Linked DNA regions of Mus musculus: all the other regions are linked to region 1. A link is a contact called in public Hi-C, HiCAR-type, HiChIP or PLAC-seq and promoter capture Hi-C data. All regions are on one chromosome and are shown on one strand. Each heading gives the region's core, a stretch centred on a gene start, on an enhancer-like site or on the middle of the called end of the contact. The rest is flanking DNA. Distances are from core to core; before and after follow the strand shown.

Region 1 (3,257 bases), core at 262-2,761:
TTGTGGAGTCTGCTCTCGAGTCCCAGGTGGGTTAAGAATATTGCTTTCTGGACTTCTTTGTGTTGTCAGAGAGGCCTAATGGAATTAACAGGGGAAAGTCTGCTACTTATAGTAAATAAATAATGTATTACAAAAAGGTGATTGTTATTATCAAACATCTCCTCAGATCTGCATTCATTTCCTATCACTGCTCGTGTATATTCTGAAAACATTTATGTTCCTCTCTGTCTGACTTAATTTTTATCAGATGAATAAAAGTTCTGCTTTTGCACAAACCTAAATAGAAGTCCATCTAAAAGTATACTTCACATCCACCTTATTTAACTACTCCTTGAAATTTTGAAAAAGCACTATTCTAGAAAATTCCTCAACAATGCAAGCTGGTTTCAAGCATAGCTTTTTTCCCACCATGAAAAGAAAAAAGAAATAAAAAAAAACCTCAAATACATATTTGCAATAACAAATACATTATTTATGGACTCAAATATGTTAAGGGAATACTTACAGTTGTTGCACAAAATGGCCTGATACACTCCATAGCTTCCACTTTGTTAAAAAAAAAAAAAATGTAAAAAGGCCAGCCTCCACTCCTCCCTCCCTAAGCATAAACAAGCACTAACATACTAAAAGGAAACTATCCCAGGATAAAAACTTCTTGTTAAGAAAGTTTATACTCTTACTAACCACAGTAATACCCATATAAATGCAACAATCTATCTATAAAATAAAAAGTTAGAAAATAGCCACAATTTCTTTGAAACTATAACCCCCTGATGCACTATTTCTACATGTGTAGTAGCAAAAAAAAATAGTTCCTTGATTCTTGCCCACCCTGAGGGGCTACCCTTCACCTTATGTCCAATGTCATCAAATAAACATGCTAGCATAAAGTATGCAACCTGCTTAAAGGATCTATACTGTAAATATGGACTTTAAACTTCAATGTAAAACAAAGAACAAGAGTCTCATTTTGGTAGTACCCACACTGGCACTGCAGCTAAAACTCACTGGCAAATAACTAACAAAATCCAGTTAGCAATAAATAAGGACAACATGATATATAGACAGACAGATGGAATTGCATAAACAGACGAGAAAAGCAAAGAGACAAACATACGGAGGAGTTTGTTTTAAAAGAGTGAACGATTCTGATTTACTCATTACTTTAGTAAGAAAAATAGGTTTGTTTGTAATTATTTTTAAACTAATAAAACTGAATCACAAGGTCACACCCTTAAATAATTAAGAAAATTAGTACAGGGTAGGCCTCCTATAGATGTTCCAAAATTCAAACTAGCATTAGCTCTGTCAAATTTAGATACAGAAATTAAAATTCAGGAAAGAAAGCCTAAAAGCACTGTGGAGTAAATAAGATGATAAATGCAAGGGGACTGAGGAGGCAGGGTTGTTTTTATGAAAGTTGTCTGCCCCTACCTTCTTCCCCAGCGCTGAGTTTCTCTTCTCATAATCGGTGTCTCCCTGGAAGTACAGTGTGAGTGGTAATGACTGCCTGCCTCCCTAATGAGTCCATTTTCCTGCTCTTGATGTTGTGTATATACACACACTGCAACCTACCTTACAAACCACAGAGACGGGAAGAGAGAGAGAGAGAGCAAGAGAGAGGGAGGGGAAGGGGGGCAGAGAGAGAGAGAGAAAGACAGAGACAGAGCAAGCAAGCCAGTGAGAGAGAAAGAGAAGGAGAGAGAGAAAGAAAAACAGAAAGAGAGAGAGAGAAAGGCACAGACAAAGCCCTCCTACCAGACAGCAGACAGCCCTCCTTCCCCTACCCAGGAAAACGCAACTCGTCTAATGCAGCAACAGGTTCAGCATTGCCAGACTAACAGAGGGAAAAGGTATATTCTCTATAGCATTACTGCTTGCAAAGAAACAGTTTAAGAGCAGCTGGCTCCACCTTCTTTATTTATGCTCCATTATGAGGAATGTATTGTTTCAGCTCTGGCACACAGTACGTGTGTAATTATCATAAATACATTTTTGCATATTAGCAGGAAATAAGGAATTACATAGCTTATTTGTGCAATCTTTCAAATTTATTTTTTGAATGTGAGAAAAATGTCAACAAATCTGCTCTGACAAAAGCTTAGTAATGATTTTAAAGTCAGAGCTGTCTTAAAGGAGACTGTAAGAAACAGACTCCATACAATAGGAAAACTGATCTCAGGCAAAACTGGTAACTGCAAAGAAGAAATCACTGTTCAGTAAATAAACCAAGACCATAAACAAAACTATAAGACAAAAACAGAATTAAGTTTAATTAACTTGCTAATAGGCTAGTACCCTAGAAGAAAGCAGACTGGTTTCTTGTTTGAAGCATCCAGCTACACAATGCAATGCAGTCTGTATTAACAGGTGCAATGCATTTAATACATAGTATACCAGAGAAATAAACCTATTAGGAGTTACCATTCAAGCAAGACAAAGTTCTATACAATATGGATCGGAAACTACAGTAAATAACCTTTCATCTTTTATTAGAAGTAAAAACTAAAACTGGTGCTTTTAAATAAACCTTCCTTGAAAGAAAAAAATGAAACTCTTTATACTATACCTTTAACCAAATTTTCACATGCACTAGCTCCAGGAAAATAGTGCTGGTTATATTACTGGTCCCACCACATGCTCCTCATAGCCTTTGCTAACTCCCAGGTGCCTTTTCTAAAGTGGTGATATATTTTCAGCTTTGGGATGATGAACATCAGAAAATAGAACTGGTTGGAAGTCTCTTTTTTTTTTCAAAACAACTCCTGATAAACCAAACTAACTAACTATCTATCTATCTATTTATCTATATATCTGAGTATTGTATCTGTGTAGATGCCCATCTTCCTTAATGTTGTTTATACAGTTTGACTATATAAATTGTATACATTTAAAAATTTTTAAAGAGTAGATTTTTCCAAAGGAATTCACACACATAAAATGAAAGGTAAGAGGGTGCACTTGACTTATTCTAATGCTATATTTTGATACCAATGACCTTAAATATATTATCTGCAAAACTATCCTTTTATATGGCTTAACTTACTACAAAATTCAAAATGTATTCCTTTACATAACCAAAATAATTTTACCATGCTGGGTGGAGGAATATATAGATCAGTTGGCAGAGTGCTTGCCTAGCATGCACGAAGGCCTGGATTCAGTCCCCAGCGTTTCCTAAAACTGGACACAGGGTGTTAGCCTTAAAATCCCGTGTTTAGAGGAAATGGAAGCAGATGGAGCAGAAGTTATGGTTA
Region 2 (3,257 bases), core at 306-2,805, 980 kb before region 1:
AAGGCGCTCATGGATTTTACTTTATCCTCTAGACAGTAATAATGAGCACTATCAGGGGGGAAAAATCCCTCTTTTTGTAGTTCTAAGTTGTCCCAATTTTTTTTTTTTTTTTTTTTTTGCCTTGCATCATCAAATCTATATTCATATGCTATTTCGGGCCCCATCTATTATGCAATGGAGCAACCTCAGTTTCCACTCACTAATGCTCTGGCCTGTGCCCTCTGGTATCTGGAGCATGGTTTTCACTAAGCGGAATGTGCCCTGTGCACACAGCTGCTATATTTAGGATAACCCACAAGAATGATTACCTGGGGCCCCCACAAAAGCCACTCGTCTAAGAGGATTTTTTTTTCTTTTTACAGGAAAGTAAAACTGAAAGGTAAGAGCAGCTGGTGAAACTGCTCTGCTGCTGAAAGCTGAAGCCCCTCCATTTCAATACTCTCCTTTACATTTAAAGCATCTATTTTTGTGACTGTTAAGAGGTATTCTGGAAGGCACACTTGGTGTGGCTGTGACTTTGCATGGCTGTGACTTTTGTAATGTTCCAAGTTTTAAATGGTGTCTCTTTTATTTTTAATTACCCCCCACCCCCACCCCAATTCTTCCTCAACCTCCTGATGCCTTTAGGTGCTAATACACAGAAGAGGTAAGAGATACAGGGAGGCTCTAACTTTGAATGCTCGTGAAATTTAGAGATAACCATATGGATAAAGTATTGAGATACAACCATCTGGACTTCTGGGTTCATTTTAGATACCTTGTGTAAAACTGGAAAGGGAAAGATATAAGGGATAACGTCAGAGAATTTCGTGTGATGATTTTTTTTTTCCTTTTAAAGACCCCTTAACTCAGATTTGAAGGGGGCAGAAGAAAATGTGCGGAAAGTTTCCTAAAATTGGTGGCAGAGTAAGGATTAGGGGCAAATTCCCCTCACCATGATGGACACTAGGAGACCTCTCCATAGATAGAAATAATCCTTACAGGATGCAGCCCATCACAGTAGTGAGTACACAGACCCTTTGGCTCCTTAAATCACGCTACCTAGGGCTGTGCAGGCTCTAGGGTAGCCAAGGCCAGGTAAGGATGCCCCCGGGGGAAGAGTGAGGAAGCGCAGGGCGGGAAGCGGCTGGCTTCAGGACTGTGTGGCGCCTAGGGCCGGCCCATGTTCCTCAAAGCTCCCGACTGGGATCACCTTGAGATTCAGCTTCCTTGATAACCGTTTCCAGCGACTCAGCTCCATCTTCTTCTTTGAGGCGGACCCTCCCTGGGGCGCCAGCAGCACGTTTTGCACTCTCGGGCCTAGACTTCGGCCACAACAGAGACAACTGCGCCTCCTCCCAGACTGCTTTCAGGTGGTTCTGGGAGTTGTAGTTCTGCCACCTAGCAGCTAGACAGGGGTCAGACATTCCGGAACTACTACTCCCAGGAGGCGTTGCGCGGGAAGCTTGCTTTCACGCTGTTACTATGGCATCGGCGGAGGTCACTGGGCTTCTTTAGCAGGGCCTTTGCGTAATTCTGGCGCTTGGTGATGACGCAGAAATTCCGGATTGGCTCTGCGGCGGAGACCGTGGTTTAGTGGGCCAAGGGTTCTACGAGTCGGAACACGTGTTATCTCTTGCGAAGAGTTTAAGGGTCCTGAGGGTGCGGAGTTGTGTTATCAACCGGTGAGTGTTCCTTTTCCTTGTTGAGGGAGGGTGAATAGCGCCCACTTTTTTTTTTTTTTTATTGCGTTGCAGTCTTGTTCCCACCTCGTCATTACTTGGTTTCTTGTTGGTCTAGGCTTTTGCCAGCTCCGAGTCTCCCAGTGTGATTGCCAGTTACAGTTCAGAAAGAAAAGGACCTCCGTTCTCCTGGCCTCTGCCAGAGAATGAGCTTCTCAGCTGCAAGTTTTTCTGAGTTTAGCAGTTACTTGGGAAGCTATACGAATAGGAAAGTCTAGGGCTCCTGGGATGGCTAATGGAACTAAGGGAAAATTGAATCTAAATAGCCATGCCTGGATGTTGTCATGAACAGCCCACTGAAGGCGTGTGTGCTTTCAAGGCAGGGCAGAAATTCAGAACTGGAGCTTTGGACCCGGCCACTTGTTGGCAATTCAGCTTACTTACTGGCAAAATGGGATTGTACCTAAACCCTGGGAGTATTGTAATGATTGAAAAAGCAACGTGTGTAAAACATTCTGCCAGGGAATCTAAACCAAACTATAAACTGGTGGAAATATGATAAGGAAAGCTGTGCCCCATAGACCTAGCACCTGCCCTCTAACTTGAGTGTGAACCAGTAAGAACATTGTTGAATGGGCTGTGTTACGTTCAGACTTTCCGCTGTCTCAATGGTAGTTAGTTCTTTTGGAAGAGTTAGTTTCATGGCGATTTTTTGGAAGGTGTGCCTATTTTTTCCTGAATGAAAAGCAGAGTTCAGAGAAGTGCATATAATACAGTGTGTGTCCATTTTTGGAGAACAAGTGTGTTTAAATGTTTGGATGAGTCTGGAGAAAGGCTGTCAATTTGGAGAAGATGGCTTAGAGGTAGAGGGGCAAGATGGGAAAAGAACAATTACACTGTAGCAAAATGGGAACTATCACAGTTAATATGGAAACATTGTATTTGACAAATTTCAGTTTCTTTTAAGCCACTAGCCTATATTATAGCCTCTAAAACTAATACATCTATAATTCCAGTAACAACTCTGCCAGTTACTACTGGTAACTGTCTTAGTCACTGTTCTGTTGCTGTGAAGAGACACCATGACCAAAGCAACTGTTATAAAAGAAAACGTTTGATTGAGGGCTTGCTTACAGTTTTAGAGGTTTAGTCCATTATCATCACAGCAGGAAGCATGTTGGCATGCAGGCAGACGCCTGAGCAGTAGCTGAGAACTGCATTCTCATCCATAGGAACAAAGAGAATTGGCATGTACTTTTGAAACCTAAAAGCCAGTGACACATTTCCTCCAACAAGTCCATAACTCTTATCCTTCTAATCCTTTCAAATAGTACAACTCCCTGGTGACTAAGCATTCAAATATATGAGCCTGTGGGGGCCATTCTTACTCACACCCCACAGCGACTTTATTAGCTTCACTTGACTAGTTTATAAAATAAAGGTGAGTAGGGTCTGTGTTGTATTTGTTTTGAGGGTTAATGTAGTTAATGTATCAAGCATGGTAAGTACCCAATAAATGTAACTACTATGATTGTTAGGCCTTTCAATGGATGAAGTTACCATTTGCTTTTTTTGTTGTTGGGGTGGTGTCTCATT
Region 3 (3,257 bases), core at 376-2,875, 790 kb before region 1:
GGAGCCGCTGTACTTCAGCTCATTTTGCAGAGGAGCTGTGGGAAATGTGTGGGCTTCTAGCCAGAGGGCCTGAGCAGGACTCCCGATGTTCTTAGCTACTTGCTACCTGGCAAAGCAAACAGCTTAGGTTTCTGAGTTGTGTGTTTCCTCTGCTCCTCACTAAGGCCGCAGCCCTGTTGAAGACACAGGGCTGCCGTGAGACTCGGGTGACTTAAATACATGAAAACGCTCTTCCAACTGTGGCGTTCTGAGCAGCCATTGCCTTTTCACTGTGTAGAAACATGTCTGAGGTGTTGTAATGACAGAGTGTACTATCGGGCAATGGTGTGTGTGTGTGTGTGTGTGTGTGTGTGTGTGTGTGTGTGTGTGAAGGGGTGGGGGTCGCGGTTGGGATAATTCGTTTAGAGCTAGCAGCTGAAATGGAAGGCCAGAAGCAAACTGGCACACAGGTGTCCGAGTTTGCTGTTCTGACAGCGTGTGCTACACACTTACTCGTTTGCTATGAGCAGCAAGTTGGATGTAACTGGAGATCTGGGAACGCCAATCTTCAAGAGAAGACACAGTCAAGCATGAATTTGATATGGTCAAATAATTTCATTTAGGATTTCAGAACTCTCATTATAATTAGACCTTAGTCAACACCATTGAGATATGTTCAATTTTAAGCCCCAGAAAAAAATAATTGTCACTAGAGAAAGGGCTTTGAGAGCATATGCAACGATTTATTCCCCTTTAGAGAATTTTAACAGTATCTATAGAAAGTATGAGGCTGTGTAGATTTTTTTTTTTTTTTTTTTTTGCTTTGTTTGGTTTTCGAGACAGTGTAGCCCCAGCTGTCCTGGAACTCACTCTTTAGACCAGGCTGGCCTTGAATTCAGAGATCCACCTGCCTCTACTTCCCGAGTGCTGGGATTAAAGGTGTGCGCCACCACGCCCAGCCAAATGATGCAGTTTTTATGTGATGAATTCCTTGTTGCTGCAGTAGACCTTGGGCAGTCCTTGCTCCTCCTGTAGCAGAGCTCTGTTTATTGGCTGGAGATTTAGTCAGAGGAGCTCTGGAATTTAGCAGGAGACATGTTTATGTCTCATGGTCAAATACTTATTCAGAATTCTAGAATTCTCGAGCACCTCCTGTATGTCCAGCATAGCGTGGGGTATTAGAGAATCTGATATGCCCCAGCTTGTAACTCATTCACGTCAGAGGCAGAGGGGGAAATCCCATCTTTGTTATTCAGTAGAATGAGGTAAAACCAGAGGTCAACAGACCTGGTATAAGGATCACTGTGCTTTTGTGACTTTATTCCCTTAACCAAATCTACTGAACCCTTTCCTGTATCAGGCACACGCTCTCCAGAGCTTACGTGATGGTGGCAGCCTACAAAGATAGTGAGACTCCACCAGCCATGGTGGCATGGGACTGTAATCCCAGCCCTAACAAGGCAGGAGGAGCACAGGTTTGAGGTCGGCCCATCTCAAGAAACAACAACAAACAAAACAAAACAAAACAAAACAACAAAACTGGAAGAGATGATGAAGTCCCCTAGGCAGAGGTCAGTAAAGACAGGCCAGGCAGAGAACACAGGGTACATACCAACCCGACAGCTCAAACCCACAAACCACAGGCTAGCAGGAGAGACAGCCTTGGGGGCGGGACAAGGTGTGGGGGCGGGACCAGAAGGTTCCTGTGGGCTCCACCATAGACTTCTGCCTTTCCGTCAAGTGGAAGAGGGCGGGGCTGGAAAGGATTTGTGGCAAGCAGTAGATATAAAGAGATGAGTGCTTTTTAAAATTGTGGCGTTTTAAAATAGCCAATGCTCTGTTTGCATCTTCCTCGAAGGATCCGTAGGTTGAGGTGTGGGGGTGGGAATACAAAATAGTGGATTTAGGGAGGTAGGTTAGGGACTGTGCAGTAGCAGTGGAGGTGAGAAAAATGATTTTAAAAATCAGACACAAGGTGGTGGTGGTGGTAAATAAAGAGTTGGGCAGAGCTAAGACTCTGAAGGAGCAGATGTGTGGGAAGGAAGCTGTCTTGTTTCTCCCTACGTTCTTGTCACTTCCAGTTCTATACTTTTAGATCTCTCTCTCTCTCTCTCTCTCTCTCTCTCTCTCTCATATTTATCTTTCCAACTTACATTCCAGTGGGGGAAGTGATTGGATTTTTTAAAAGATTTATTTAGTTTATGTATGTGAGTACACTGTAACTGTCTTCAGACACACCAGAAGAGGGCATCAGTTCCCTTACTGATGGTAGTGAGCCCCCATGTGGTTGCTGGGAATTGAACCCAGGACCTCTGGAAGAGCAGTGAATGCTCTTAACCGCTAGGCCATCTCTCCAGTCCCCTGGACTTTTTTTTTTTTTTTTTAAGCAAAATTTGTAGCACAGTGTGGCTGTGTTGACATACTACCCGTGGCAAACATTGAAAGAGTTTGAGCACAGGGTTTGAAACAACTCAGTCAAGTTGTCTCACCTCTCAATCCACAGAATTGCCACCTAGAAAACTGGGATACAATGGCATCTGGCTTGTTAGGCTTCCTTTAGAGTTCAGTGAGGTAGTAAATACAAAACCATTGACACAGAGCTTGGTTTAGTGAAAACGCTCAATGCTGTCACTTGTCACAGATTCTAGTTGGAAAGCCGTATCAATTACGTGTCTCGTCACTGTAACAACATACACGACAACAGCAACTCGAAGAAAGATGGGCTTGGATTTTAATATTTATTTTATTTCTGGTTATGTGTGACTGTGTGGTAAATGCCACACATGCTGTGGGTACCGAAAGAAGCCAGAAGAGTGAGTCAGGTAGACCTGAAGCTGAGTCACTGGCAATGTGGATGACTTGCTGTGGGCTCTGGGAAGTGACCTCAGGCCCTCAGTCACTGAGGTGTCATCTCTCTAGCCCTAACATGGATATTTCTCATTTGGGAGTATTTCTCAGAGAGGATGAAAGCAAGAAGCTAATAACTACAGTTGAATATGCCTATAAGCTCCCAGAATGTCCATATAGGCCATGTGTTGTTTCTATAGATAAGTGGAGGCTAAGACAACAAATGCTTTCCCAGGGAGATAAGGTTCAAGTTATGCCCCGTCCTTTATGGCTTTATAGAGTCTTAGCAATCCGGATTAGAGGTTTTCAAATGGCAATCTACAGGCTAATGGGACTCAAAATTGTCACCAGTCTCAACAAAATGTGGACTAAAGTAAATTTAAAATATCTCCCCAGCTTTCCATTATGAAACGATTATTGTGCCAGGCATA
Region 4 (3,257 bases), core at 499-2,998, 760 kb before region 1:
GAGTTCTCCATCTTCATCTGAAGACAGGTTAGCAAAATACTGGCTTTCAGGCAGCTAGGATGAGGGTTTTAAAGCCCACACCCACAGTGACATGCCTATTCCAAAAACGCTACACCTACTTGAACGGGGCACACCTTCTAATAGTGCCACTCCTTAGGCCAAGCATAAACAAACCATCACAGGAGGTCAGAGGACAACCGTGGGAGTCAGTTCTCTTCTTCCACTATGTGGGCACCAGTGATCCAGCTCAAGTTGTCATGCTTGGTGATGCCCACCCTTAACTGCTGAAGCATCTCTCTGGGCAAGAAGTCTTTAACTTTTCCCTTCTAAAACCAACTCTTAAGTTTTTTGCATTTTCCAAAATGGGACAAATCTACTTTCTTTTGTTTCTACACACATGATACAAAAGCAGACTGTTAATTTTGTAGCCTTTTTCTGGGTTGTGTTCTTCCCACCAGCCCTTGCCCCTGTGGTTTTTCTGTCCAGGTAACCAAGTTTGGCAACTCTCATCATGTCTAGCCCCAGCATTTTACCCTGAATACATATTGGATCTTACTGTTTCTTTGGCTAAAAGGCATTCAGATGTTAAAAAAGTGGTGGAGAGGCTGGCTTTGGTGGTGGTGCATGCCTTAAATCCCATCACTCAGGAGAGAGAGGCGGGCAAGAAGATCTCTGAGTTTTTAAGCCAACCTTGTCTACAGAGTGAGTTCCAGCTCAGTCAAGGCTTCCCAGAGAAGCCCTGCCTCAAAAACAAAACAACAACAACAAAAGTGGTGGAGATGTATTTTTTATGTAAGCCTTGAAGGCTGTGGAGAAGCTGGTAAGTCAAACACTGTCTACAGGTCTAGAGGAGGGGCCTAGGGTGCATGAGTCACTGTGTAGATTTGTGAATGAACAGAACCCAGGATGGGGAGGAAGCTGATCAGAGACAGAGGGACCCTGCATACAGAAGAGAGGGACAGAGGCCTGGCTGTTGAGAATCATTTGTGCACTGGTGGGATGGGCAGGGCATGAGGCTTTGGATGTCCCCTGGTGAGAATAGAGATCTTCAGGCTGTACATCATGGGGCATGGCCAATACAGCTCTGCCAAGAGCCCAGGCGATAGCTGACGGTGTCCTCTCCATCTCCTCTCCCAGTGGCTTTACAGAGACGAACTTTGGTCAACTCTTGAGCGCTGAGCAATTCTTTGCCGACCCTCGTCTCTTCAGAGCTTGTAGGACCTTTTAAATGAAGGAAAGGATGGAGGGAGAAGGGGAAGGAGAGAGAAAGAAAAGATGATGTCCTAGTTTGGTTTCTGTTGCCGCTGCCCTGACAAAAAGTAACTTAGAGGAGAGGGGGCTTATTTTAGCTCACAGGGCCAGGTTACAGTCTGTTACTGTGGCAGGAACTTGAAGCAGCAGGGCAGGGCAGGGCAGGGCAGGGCAGGGGAGGGGAGGGGACTGACTCATCAGAAATACTTCTTCAGAATCCTGTGCGTCACCTACCCTTGAATGCTTTAGATAAAAGTTGGTGTTTCAAAAAGTGCATCAAGAGAACTTAAAAACAACAGATCGGCTGGCTACCCAAGTAGTCAATATACGAGTTGCCCAAGACCCGTGTATCTCTAACCACATGTTTTATTTGTTTTTACAGTGTGTTTCCTTCATGGCCTTTCTTGTGGCTCACCCTATGTGGCTTTGTGTACTTGTTAAGAAAACATTACACGTTTGACACTGCTCTTACCTAAGTCAGTTTTTCCGAGACCCTCTTTTCACCAGCTTGGTTTCACCTTACAGCTGCAGTGAGCCAGTTTCAGTTGGAGGAGAGGCCACATCCACTTTGCTGTAGGCCTCTGGTTAGAAGCATGCATGGCTGGCTGCTCCTGGTCTGGGTCCAGGGGCTGATACAGGCTGCCTTCCTCGCTACAGGTAAGGCTTGCAGACCTAGCAGAGCAGAGACACCTAGCTTGGCACAGACACCAGGATGCTCAGGTAGAGAAAGCTCTAAGTATATGCCTAGGCCTGTATGTATGTCAGCTTCTGTGTATGTATGTGGTTCTGAGGCTCTGTGTGACCACATGGTAAGAGGCAATCGCTGAGAAAGGGATGCATACACGTTTGGGATTGCAGAGGAAGGACTTCATAGATCCTCTGGGTTAGGGACTCTGACTGGACAGCTGTTCAAGAGGGAAGCTGGGGAATAGACTAAGATTGGGAGCCAAGAAATCTCCTGGAAACCCATTTCTCTCCTGCTCCATTTTCTTTTCTGTTTCTGAGGAACTCCTAGAACAATGTTCCAGTTAGTTCTCTGTTGGTCAGAAATACCTGCTTCTCAGATTTTCATAGTCTACCACTAATATGAGAGACTAAATTCTGTTGTTTCTATTCTATTACAAATTGTAGATAAACATTTCTGAGGGAAGGAAACAAAATATTTAGAGACTATACTACAAATTAGTTTAAAGGCTGAACTTATAAGACTGAAGGTAGAGAGGAGCCAAGGTGGGGCAGGCTGGTAGGTAGCAAAGAAGTTGGCTTCATCTAGGAGAAGGCCTTTCTTCCCCTCTTACCTCTCCTCTACTGTCTTCCCTTCCTCTCCCCTCCCCTTCCTTCTTCTCCCTTCTTCCCCTCCCCTTCCCTCCCCTCCCCTCCCCTCTCCTCCCCTCCCCTCCCCTCCCCTCTCCTCCCCTCCCCTCCTATTTTCTATGTTTCCCTCCCCTTCTCTTCCCTTCCATTACTTCTCCTTTCCCTTCTTTCCCTCTTTCTCATTGTCCTCTCTTCCCCTTCCCTCTCTCTTTTGCTTTAGTTTGTTTCTTTGACAGATACATGGTCTTTCTATGTTTCCAAGGCTGGTCTGGAATGCACTATGATCCTCCTGCCTCATCCTCCCATGTACTTGGATTAAAAATATATGCTGCTACTTCTGGCTGAGAAGTAGATTCAAGTTTCCTTTCTCTGTGTTCTCTCTCTCTCTCTCTCTCTCTCTCTCTCTCTCTCTCTCTCTCTCATTTTCCTGACATCCCAAATGCCAATCAAATAGCCCAGTTCTATTTTCAAAACATAGGGCTAGACACAAGGCTAGACTGCTGGAACCTAGAGAGAAGTACAAGATATGTTGGTGTCGGGCTGATAGTCTAAGTGGGAAAGTTAAATAAGTTCATTGAAAGCAATCAGCCACCTAGCCAGGAAGCCGAGCGGAACATCCTGAGCGGACAAAGTGCTAGAAGCCTTGTAGTAAGAAGCCAGACATCTAATAAGACAACATTTAATAATACATC
Region 5 (3,257 bases), core at 385-2,884, 710 kb before region 1:
GACTAGTCAGTGGATGGCGACATGGGGACCCCTAAAAGTACATGGGTCTGGGACATCACTTTGGATAATTGTTTAAAAGACTTGCTTTTTTAAATTATTAATATTGATTCTCAACACTTGCTCTTTTCTGATTTTGACAGATGACAAAACCTCTCTAAAGTGTATGCTCTACCTCTTCCATCTCATTACTGACAGGCCAAAGTAGACATCTGCCTCAGGGTGCCTAAAGCCCCAAGCCCGAGACCCTATCAGAGAATGTGTAGCAGGCCAAGGGATCTACTCCTTAAACTTGAGTCAACTTCCATTTAACTAAGGGCCTTGACTGTGGCTCTCATTTTTCCATTCTGAAGACGCTGCTGTATCATGTATCATAGCAAGAAAACGAACACCCACACACTGAATGTTTACTATGCCAGATTCTGGATCGAATGCCTCATATTTATGTTTCATCGTATGGAACTCTCTCTAATTAGACAATTTTCTTGGTATTTCTAACATAAGGGATCTTGAATGAAAGCATTCTTATGGGGAAGTATGAAGTGCAGGATCCTAGGGCTAAAAGAGAGTTTAATTTTTAGATTGAAAAAGGAGAATCTGGGGAAGGCTTATTGCTAAAGAGCTCGGCCTATACACAGTGTTTACATTTGTAAAGTTTCTGTAAATGAGAGATTCCCTTGGAGACAAGCATGTATGTTATTTTTAGTTGAGGCACTGCCATCAGCTGTAAACATGCTTGCAGCTCAGCTGGTCTTTGCTGTCCTTGTGTCCTCAGTATAATTTACAGTGGCTACGAGAGGCTGGCCAACTATCTCTTAAAACATGCCCACTGTCATCTTTCATGGGAAGCATGCGTGCCTTAAACTGCAGACAGTATTTTGGCCTGTTAGGAAGGTGAAACTGTTAAATGCTCTTGCTGTTTGAACGTTCACCTTCTGACTGCTTTTCCTCCAGGCAAGGTCACCAATCAAGGCTCTTTGCTTTCACACCCTTCTAATCCCACCACAAATCGATTCTTCACAGTTGTCATCTTCTCGGTCGCATATATGCGTTGGTTGTTTGTATGCACGTAGTACAGTTATGTCAGTAATTATCTGTGTGACCCTGGACTTCTTAAATGTTTCTATCTCTCTGGGTTTGATTTGCCTTCTGTAAGTGATAAATTGGATCAAGCACTTGCTATGGCTCTGGGATTTACTGGTGTTCATCTCAGGGTGGTCAACAACCCCTGAGATCTCTAGTCCTGGCCTTGCCAGCAAATGGCCTGAGGGCAACCTGCTTAATCACTCAATGCTTGGGCAGTCCCACACTTTTAAATAGGACAAAGTACCCAGCTGTCTGCCCTACCACAGCAAAATGGAGTGGTTGTTAATGAGCAAAGTGTGCACAAGGCACCTAGGCGCTGGTCAGAGGAAGGTGCTCTCTATAATTACTGCAGTTCTGGAATGGTGGCGCTGAGCATTTCAGGGACTGCCTGAATGACCTGGGTCTATTTTCATATCAGTCATTTGCCCACACTTGCCGGCCGTATATGGAAAGATTTGAAACAACATCAATCAGCAGGAATCATATAACATTTCCTATCCACTGACTCCCCTACATATTACTTAGAGGAAACCTTAAAGGAAATGGGGCACTGTTCATGAAATGAGTGGTCTGTAGACTGTCACTCTGCAGGTGGAGAAATCTGAGGTTAAGATGATAAACGGTCTCAGATGGCTTTCTGGGTTGGAGCCTAAGGTCATGTCCACAAGTTTGGGTTGTTAGGAAGCGTCACAAAATGCAAAGAGGATTTGTGAACCATAACATAAAGGGCAGTGGGCACAAGGAGCCCCTTCACTTTAAAGTGATCCGTTCTGGGGAAGGAGTCCGCTATGAATTCCATTTCTTGGCTGAGTGATTTGGACATGTTATCAAAGCTTTCTAAGCCTTGGTCTCCTTATCTAGAACTTGGTAATGGTTCAAAAAGTACACATGTGTGAACTTGTTTTGAAAATTAATGAGACGGTACCTAGCACTGAGTATTGGTCATTTTAAGGAAAACTAAACTGTTGTATCCAGCCTGCAGGAACTGAGGATAAAGTAAACCATCTGAGAAATCACTACACTGCATCAGAAAGCAGATCCTGAGTTAAACAGAAGCCAAACCAAAGCAGCAAAACCAATGTTTCAGCCGATCCCTAAAGCAGGCTGTTTTACTGACACTAGTAAACAAAGGTGACACGTGTGGTCTACTCTTAGTTACACATGCCAAGGCAGGGTAATACCTACCCTTTTCTTTGGGTGAGCATGGTAGGGGGGGGTTGGGGGTAGGGGTGGGGTGTCAGAAAACCAAAACCAAAACAGGATGCTTGGTGAGTATTAAAAAAACAAAAAAACAAAAAAACCAAGGAAGTCAGAGGAAGGGAAAGAGAGGTTTCTGAGTGGGAAAAAATGAAGACTGGACCAGAAAACAGGAAAAGGCTTGGTATGAACAGCAGGAATGTAGTTGATCCAATGGCTGCACAGTTACTCTTGGTGTCTGTGAAGAGGGCATGGAGCAGGAGGCCATGGATGGCATGCTGTGATGACCTTTCTGCCTATTCCCTGCTGACTGTCTAGGAGGGACTGCCACCTGGGGACATATACATTAACACGGCTGTGGCTCATGGACGACTCAGATATGTCAGTGAAAAGCAGAATTTTAAATACCTAGGGGAACAGTTTGCTTTATTATCTGACTTCTTACAGCATTGTGAGTGGAGTGGATTTTAACACTCCAGGAAATGGTATCTCCTGTTCCTTTGTGCTGATTCCTTCAAGACCCCAACAAATGGCAGCCAAGAGTAAGATAAGCTCCCAAGCCTGCTAACTCTCCTGCTACCATCAACAGGTCCTGGATCATGCTGGAAAATGCATGGGGTTTCTGTAATATATATTCCTAGGTGTTAATGATAGTTATAGCATTTATGGTCAAATGCTTCTGTTTCTATTCCTCAGTCCTCGGTTAACTTATTATTAAGACCTCCAAAAACTGTGATTCCACTTCAGCCTAGCACTTAAAGTCACTTAGTTACAAAGAGGTGAAACTGAGGCCTTCCTCCTCTGAACATATATTCACCACCGTGAGAGGTTTAACAGTTCAACTCCTATGTGGATGGTAATAGCATTGTCCTGTGTCTCTCTTAGTAGCCTACTGCTAACACTGACATGCCACAGCCATTACTCTTTCCCATTGAATTTATGGCTGAAAAAGCTGAGTTTCCAAAGAAACAAGCAGA
Region 6 (3,257 bases), core at 452-2,951, 560 kb before region 1:
ATTCTCCTTTAAAATTGTCCTGGCAGCCCAGAGTGAACGAGAGAAAAGCACACTTATGGTGAACTCTAATTCAGAGAGAAGGAATGAATATACTGAATTGTTTCAACACCCGGCTGTGCATAAGTTTCAATTCAGTTCAATGGCTTGGAAATTTTGCTTAGAAAAAGGCAGCAATGGAAAAATGACAGGAAATCGGGAATTGATTGACTTTAGAGAGCCATTATTTAAAAGTGCTTTTGTCTCTCATATTCTCTCTCCTAGCTATCCCATGCCCCCTGTGGGCAGAAGAACCCTGTACATCTCAAGGCTAGCAGGCAGCAGCTCAGTGTGATGCTAGACTGAGGCCTTCAGTGGAACTCCCATAAGGATGGGTTTGGCTTTAAGTTTGGCAACCACGGTAACATCAGCCTTTCTCCTAAAGGGCAAGGCAAAGATATGCTTGAGTTACACAAATGTTAATGCCTGAGTCAGCACTCTGAAATGACATCTCATCTCCACTCACTGCACAGTTCACTCACTGCACAGTTCAAGTCTTAAGCAATTGCCTTAGGTTTCTTTAAACTATCTTCAGGGGTGTACGATCAAGTCTAAACTCCTTTGCTTGGCATCAGAGGCCCCTTTGACTTGACTCCTGTCTATCACATGCTAGCACACTCGAGAACTCAGTAGCTAGACCTGGCGGTTACTTGGTGCCTTCTCACTTTTAAATGCTCTTGTTTTCTCTAACAACAAACCCCTTTCTCTCTCTCCTCCTGTGCCCACTTGGTAAACCCCTAGTCACTATTTTCACTTTCTGAGCCAGCTTGAACCTTCTCTATGGGTAAGCATTTGGAGATACCTGAATTCCAGTGCTGGTCACAAAACAGCCTTTGCACATGGTCATCGTCCCTAGAACACTGAGGGCTTCTTTCTTTTTTTTTTCTGCATTGCTGTGGGGCAAGCCCAGGCCTGCACTCCCGCTCCACTTCACTGAGCTACAAGTGTTCCAGCTTGAGCTGTTCTCTCAACCCCAGACTGTGCCATTCTTAATGAAAGGTGGCATTTCTCATTTATCTTGGAGTTCCCAGAACTAAGCACTGTTACAGGCTTTCTATAAACGTTTGTTGACTGAAAACTAAATAAAGAACTGTGCATAATTAATCAAAACCAAGCCAAGCAGTAGCCATAGCTCTTAGAAGCATGGTAAGAGACTACTAGCACTCTAATGAAAGTGGAAAATCCCAGCACTGAGGCATTTTCTGGGTTATCACAGGGGTTGGTGACTGGCTTGGGTGAGAGTTAGATGGGGCAGGGCAGGATGGAGGCTGTGATGTAGCATCTTTTTAATACAGAATGTCAGTAATGGAATACATTACCACCTTCTGATGATTAACTTTTAATATTGTAAAGGACTGGCAAGAGAACATATCTGGGTCTGAATTTCAGAGAAGCCTTGCTGACAAGAACTGGGCTCCCCAAACAGGGCTAGTCTGTGTCATCTGCTTTGAGGCAGCGTGGTAGATTGTGGAGTTTTCCTTTCTGTTTCTGCCGAAGAATAATGGGACAGAAAACTCTTGCAGGAAATCGTGGCAGCTATTCAACTCCTATTTAAATCTGGGTCAATTCCAGATGCGGACATTGCATGCAGTGCCAAGGACAGAAGGTCAAACAGGCTGAGTCTTGCACCTGTCCCGAGGAGGTCATTGAGGAGGCGCTTGGGAAGGAGAGGCCCTGGGGATAATGCTCTGGTTTGTTCCCAAGGAACTGTTCCTTTGCTGCTGAGGGGCCTCTAGAGCAGCACCCTGGAGCCATCAGCTGCTGTCCATGGGAGCACTTGAGGACACGGGACTGTTACTGGCTCCGTCATCCTGCTGGCATAAAGGCAACTTGAGGATTTCTAACAAGTCAAGCAAGCAAGCATGAAGCCTGGCTTGGGGTAGGACAAGGTCATGAGTACATGAATGGACTATCAGCTTGTGACACGGTTTTCTTTTCCCAGCCTTACTCTGCTAAAAAAAAAAAAAAAGTCCAGAAACTGCTCTGCTGATGTAGCACAGAATTAGCTTCACAATTTCCTATGAGGCCCACACGGACTTTCAATTAGAGGCCTCCCGACTTGATTTCTACTAGGTGACACAGGTCTCCTATACGGTTTGTGTCTCATGCTTGCCCCAAAGCACTGACGTCATAATAGCTGAGCTAGGCGGGCAGGAGTTCATCGTGCTGACTCATCTTGGTGATGTGAGGATTAATGCCTTGTCTAACACTGAGCTATTATGCGAACTGTTTTTACACAAAAGAGCTGTTACAAAATGATTTGCCAGTCAGAGGACTAGAAATATGCAGTGCTAGGTAACGAAGGGGAAGGGAAGGGTAGGAAGACACAGTGGTAACGATGAGCATGCACACCAACATCATCCAAAGCATTAGCTGACCGGCTGTATCACCACTGAGAATGAACAGGGAATGAGATGGCTTAGGGCCAGGTAGGACCTGGCCCTGTTGTATAACACAGCACCATTCCTTGAGGAGTCTAACCAGCCTCCTTCCTATGTCAGATAAAATGTCACATTTGACTTTAGCCTTAGCATCTTTCCCTGCATTCTCCTGTATTAAATATGTCTGCTGCAGGCTTCTAGGACTGATAGTGAAAGCCACATAGATGTGAAATCAGAGACCTCGTCATTTGGTGCAGACCACTGCAGCACAGGAACCACCACAGACGGGGAGGTGGCAATGTGATCGAGGGACAAAGGGAGATGCAATGAGCAGGATACCCACGGTCACGGTTACTTAGCTATTATCTGAGATGACTGCCTGTCTCTGTAGGATTTCCTAGGTGGTGCCTCTTGGTAGTGACTTGATCATTTGATTTCATTGCCCCAGAATCTCCTAAAAGCAGTCCAAAGTAATATTTATCCAAATCTGCTCAGTGCAGGCAGGTTTGGTCTTTAAATAATAAATGTTCTCTTTTTCATTTTAAATCAAGTTTTGTTTCTCCATTTCTTCTTTTTATTCCCCTAAAAAACTTCCTGTCTTCTCTGAAAAGAAATGGCGCATTCTATAAACTTGCAGGCACATGTGAATCCTGGATTTCTTTTATTTTTCTTCCTAGACTTTATAATTTTGCACAAATTTTTAGCCTATTTACTTTTCAGGCTTGTACTTCTTGGTAAAAGGATATTATAAATTTTGTCAATAAATGAAAGCTCTGATCTAGAAGTTAAAATTAAAAATGGTTGGACCTAGGGACGAGTGAATAACGGAAGAATAAATAA
Region 7 (3,257 bases), core at 562-3,061, 520 kb before region 1:
AAGTAAGACCAAACTAATTTATGATGAAATTCTATGGTTATTTCTGCAAAATCGTGGTAAAATAAATGCCAACCTTCTTCTCTGATCACAGAAAGCACTGAGTAGAGCTTAGAGCCCTGGGTTTGCTCTCGTTTTAACAGTGACTCACTGTGTCAAATCTAGAGTCCATGACCTCCTTGGGTGCCTCTCCTCTGAAATGAGAGTGTTTTAAGGTGAATACCTACAGTTCTTCTCTGCTTTAATAAATGCAATATCCAGCTAAGTAAACTGCCACGCATGGCAGATCCCTTTATCTCTGAGACTGCATGGCATTTTCAGATGAGAGAGGAACACTACTGTTATGGAGCTTATATGAAACCTACGATGACTCTACAGCCCTACATCTACACAAAGGGGTGGGGCTGGAACGGGCTCCTCCGTTGCCACTCCCTTCTCATTCTGTAACACCCGTATGTACTTAATTGTCTGCCATCCTAAATCCTACCCAAGAGGCCAGTTCTGGTCCTTAGGCAATTGTTGACTATTCCAAAGACCTTTTACCTTTCTCTTGGGCATGCAGGAAACCTCCTTTCCCCAGGCTTCCATGAAAACAGAGCCTCGTGACCACATTCTGGCCAATGGAATCCTGGTGGAATGATACATACTGCTCTGAGTCTGGCTCAGAAAAACTTTTCTCTGTTGTTTTCGTTTTCTCTAGTCTTCTGTCTGGATGTAATACTCAAGGTTACTCTAAAAGCCATGTCCAAGAGATGATGGAGTCTCTGCCAACCTGAATCCATGATTAGTTTTGCATGAGCAAAACAGAAAGTTCTATTATGTTAATCCACTAAGCCTTGCAGGTTTATGTATTAGAGAATCTAATATTACCTGAAGTAAGAGCCCTCCTAAACCAGACACACTGGTTCTATTCCAAGAGACCATTTATGTCTCACAATGATTTCTATCATGTTTTTTTTTTTTACTTATATGCAAGAGCTTTGTGTGCAATAAATGCATTTTATTCATTCTCTCCAAACTGTAGTTATTTCAATGATTTCAAAATAGAACATAACTAGTTCAGAAATTACAGAAGGTAATAGAAATAGTTTTGATTAAAGAGTACCATAGCTATTTGTCTTACTCTATATAAGTAGAGGATAATATTATTTTTACACTTATTTTTGGTTTGAAAATACACTGTGGTCACTAAAGCAACTTAATATATTTTGTATACTGTTTCCTAACAATTTATCTTTAAAGTACACACAGAATTATTTCTAAAAATTAGGACAATAGCAAGTGAAAGAACATTAATTGAAAAAGGTAAGAACTATGAGTGTACATAAAAAAGGGGTGCTTTTAGGGCAAGGCTTTTGGATCCCTTGCTGTGCACGCGTGCACCCCACCCCCACTAATTAAACATTAAAAAATGGCAAGTATTTTAGTAAAACAGGCTTCTACCACCTATGAGATTCCAGCTCCACATTCAAGCAGAACAGTGCTCTTTGGGCATGCTGTGTCAGTGCGGGCGTTCTCCTTGCTGAAGGTGGCTATTTCTAGTTTCAGTTTGATTCAAGCTTACCAGTGCTGTGCCTGAGGCAGTTAACCTTCGGTTCCTTATCAACAGTGGCTGATTTTTTTGTTTTTGCCTTCTCTCTTGGATCCTTTCTTGTCTTCTCTTTGGCTCTTCTATCCTCTCTGCTTCCCAAGTACTGAAATGTTCTAGTTCTATTCCCAGGAGTTTTCCCTTTAAGCTTCTGCTTGGGTCACCCTGTCCATTCTCAGGACTTACCATGTGGTCAAAGGCAGCTACTCTATCCAAGACCTTGCTGCAGAGCTTGAGCTCTGCAGGACCTGTGGCATCTTGAGTAGTCCAGGACATCCTTAGCATCTGACAGTCACCTTAAGGGCAAGTTCCAAAGCAATACAATCTCTGCCCTTCCGGAGCACATCACTCTTCCTTCCCTATGTTTTCTTTTCCCTGAGGATGACATCAACTTAGAAGTAGTACTTGGAAGCACATTACTGTGCTAGACACAAGTTAGCGTCATCTGGAAAAAAGAAACTGATAAGTGTCCCATCAGACTGGGCTGTAAGTGAGTCTGTGGAACATTTTCTTGCTTAGTGTTTGATGTGGGAGGGCCCAGTTGACTGTGAGTGGTCCACTCCTGGGATGATGGTCTTGGTTTATAGCAAAGTAAGCTGTGTGACCAGTGGATAACAAGCCATTAACCAGCACTCCTTCATGGTCTGTGCTTGTACTAACCCCTTGGTTTCTCTCAATGATGGATTTGGATCGGGATATGTTTGTTTACAGTATGCTATCACAGCAATAGGACACATAGTAGGATAGTTAGTTTCTCTGCTGTGTCTCTTACTGGAACCAGCCATAAAACCCTAGTTTTATAGTGTTTTTGAGATGTTTAGTCTAAGCTTAAGGATTAGGGAAGTGGGAGACAAATTAAAAATAGGATTCTTAAACCCTATGTCAAATATCTACTATTCTGAATTTCTTGCACAGACTATGTTTTTAAAAAAAGACCACAAGTACAGAATATAATGAAAAAAGTTTTTCATATCATTTTATGATGCCAGCATTCCATTAAAGCCTGCACAGAACCTTAACATCAGTTGTAAGATGGTATGTAAGGTGTGTAAGACTCTTAGACCAGTCTCTCATATTTGAAACACATGCTCTTCACCCTAATTCTCATTATCTGAAACCAAAGCAAGCAATGACAAGGAAGGAGTTTTATGAGGTAAATGGAGCTGTGCTCACTGATGGCCCTTTAGTAACCTTTGTGAACTGGAGTTTTAAAAGATGTCTTTATTGTGCATACCTCATGAAATTCTAGGGTTGTGGGTATTGCTCATTTTGGAACAAAATGGAACATTTTGGAACTATGGGCTCACACTTAAGTAATATATTTTTCTTTGATGTACAAATGAGGCTGCCCCTATTTAATAATTTGTTTTGGTTTCTTAAAATTTACTCTTCAGTGTTTTCCACAATTCTTCAACATTAGAAAAAAAACCCACTGTAGCAACCAGGTCCCTTCTTTTTTTCTAACTGTGATATATTTATCATCTATTACACAGACCTCCTCTGTTGCTTCTTCCCTATATACCACCAGCTCTAACATCTTAAATTTTCATTTGACATACTGCTTACTTAAATTATTTCATGTGTGTTCCCATCCATGGAAATTCATTTTTGTGTGACATAAATCCCTACCCTATTCTATTTCACAGTAATAAAACTTTATACGGAATTGCCA

The links. Promoter capture Hi-C pulls out the DNA fragments that hold promoters and counts their contacts. Hi-C and Micro-C count contacts between places; a contact is called where the count stands out from the background. HiCAR-type assays count read pairs that join an accessible place to other places. HiChIP or PLAC-seq counts read pairs in DNA pulled down with a chosen protein or histone mark.
Region 2: a contact with region 1 is called in an H3K27ac HiChIP or PLAC-seq map of microglia, with 5 times the contacts expected there. The contact joins the promoter of Qtrt2 here to the promoter of Zbtb20 in region 1. A contact is called at or near these places in 4 of 39 promoter capture datasets (the 3T3-L1 cell line, cranial neural crest, liver and 1 more), 1 of 115 datasets of contacts at active chromatin or transcription factors (microglia) and 1 of 9 other capture datasets (adipose tissue).
Region 3: a Hi-C map of the N1E-115 cell line shows a contact between it and region 1, with 7 times the contacts expected there. The contact joins the enhancer-like site here to the promoter of Zbtb20 in region 1. A contact is called at or near these places in 4 of 484 Hi-C or Micro-C datasets (the N1E-115 cell line, muscle stem cells, myocytes and 1 more), 1 of 115 datasets of contacts at active chromatin or transcription factors (cardiomyocytes) and 1 of 9 other capture datasets (embryonic stem cells).
Region 4: a contact with region 1 is called in a promoter capture Hi-C map of liver, with 4 times the contacts expected there. The contact joins the promoter of Tigit here to the promoter of Zbtb20 in region 1. A contact is called at or near these places in 3 of 39 promoter capture datasets (embryonic stem cells, liver and stem cell-derived epiblast-like cells) and 1 of 9 other capture datasets (adipose tissue).
Region 5: an H3K27ac HiChIP or PLAC-seq map of heart atrium shows a contact between it and region 1, with 6 read pairs. The contact joins the enhancer-like site here to the promoter of Zbtb20 in region 1. A contact is called at or near these places in 2 of 39 promoter capture datasets (hippocampal neurons and liver), 1 of 484 Hi-C or Micro-C datasets (bone marrow-derived macrophages) and 5 of 115 datasets of contacts at active chromatin or transcription factors (astrocytes, embryonic basal ganglia, embryonic forebrain and 2 more).
Region 6: a contact with region 1 is called in a HiCAR-type map of astrocytes, with 6 times the contacts expected there. The contact joins the enhancer-like site here to the promoter of Zbtb20 in region 1. A contact is called at or near these places in 7 of 484 Hi-C or Micro-C datasets (adipose-derived mesenchymal stem cells, cerebral cortex, muscle stem cells and 4 more), 10 of 115 datasets of contacts at active chromatin or transcription factors (astrocytes, cardiomyocytes, embryonic basal ganglia and 7 more) and 1 of 9 other capture datasets (macrophages).
Region 7: an H3K27ac HiChIP or PLAC-seq map of heart atrium shows a contact between it and region 1, with 5 read pairs. The contact joins the enhancer-like site here to the promoter of Zbtb20 in region 1. A contact is called at or near these places in 1 of 484 Hi-C or Micro-C datasets (cerebellum), 5 of 115 datasets of contacts at active chromatin or transcription factors (the NIH/3T3 cell line, embryonic basal ganglia, forebrain and 2 more) and 1 of 9 other capture datasets (embryonic stem cells).

Annotation. Positions count from the first base shown.
Region 1 is chr16:42,905,899-42,909,155 of GRCm38.p6, reverse strand. It overlaps Zbtb20 (zinc finger and BTB domain containing 20), which reads right to left and starts at 1,511. Exons shown (of 11, transcript NM_001285805.1): 1 at 1,435-1,511. The region is part of intron 1 of Gm19522 (predicted gene, 19522); the gene reads left to right.
Region 2 is chr16:43,887,974-43,891,230 of GRCm38.p6, reverse strand. Qtrt2 (queuine tRNA-ribosyltransferase accessory subunit 2) reads left to right here and starts at 1,555. Exons shown (of 9, transcript NM_001356329.1): 1 at 1,555-1,664. It overlaps Ccdc191 (coiled-coil domain containing 191), which reads right to left and starts at 1,329. Exons shown (of 16, transcript NM_027801.1): 1 at 1,193-1,329. The coding sequence starts at 1,240.
Region 3 is chr16:43,697,494-43,700,750 of GRCm38.p6, reverse strand. No RefSeq gene overlaps it. Among named protein-coding and RNA genes, the nearest start is that of Tigit, 35 kb to the right of the region's middle. Within about 2 kb of position 1,625, at least 124 of the 459 cell types and tissues checked have an H3K27ac peak or open chromatin away from gene starts, as enhancers often do. A contact at or near this core is called in the N1E-115 cell line, muscle stem cells and myocytes, where this site is marked.
Region 4 is chr16:43,662,675-43,665,931 of GRCm38.p6, reverse strand. Tigit (T cell immunoreceptor with Ig and ITIM domains) reads left to right here and starts at 1,748. Exons shown (of 4, transcript NM_001146325.1): 1 at 1,748-1,908. The coding sequence starts at 1,845.
Region 5 is chr16:43,614,043-43,617,299 of GRCm38.p6, reverse strand. All of the region lies in intron 10 of Zbtb20 (zinc finger and BTB domain containing 20), which reads right to left. Among named protein-coding and RNA genes, the nearest start is that of Mir568, 25 kb to the left of the region's middle. Within about 2 kb of position 1,634, at least 17 of the 459 cell types and tissues checked have an H3K27ac peak or open chromatin away from gene starts, as enhancers often do. A contact at or near this core is called in heart atrium, where this site is marked.
Region 6 is chr16:43,463,330-43,466,586 of GRCm38.p6, reverse strand. The region is part of intron 5 of Zbtb20 (zinc finger and BTB domain containing 20); the gene reads right to left. Among named protein-coding and RNA genes, the nearest start is that of Gm15713, 45 kb to the right of the region's middle. Within about 2 kb of position 1,701, at least 151 of the 459 cell types and tissues checked have an H3K27ac peak or open chromatin away from gene starts, as enhancers often do. A contact at or near this core is called in adipose-derived mesenchymal stem cells, astrocytes, cardiomyocytes and 11 more, where this site is marked.
Region 7 is chr16:43,430,520-43,433,776 of GRCm38.p6, reverse strand. The region is part of intron 4 of Zbtb20 (zinc finger and BTB domain containing 20); the gene reads right to left. Among named protein-coding and RNA genes, the nearest start is that of Gm15713, 12 kb to the right of the region's middle. Within about 2 kb of position 1,811, at least 16 of the 459 cell types and tissues checked have an H3K27ac peak or open chromatin away from gene starts, as enhancers often do. A contact at or near this core is called in heart atrium, where this site is marked.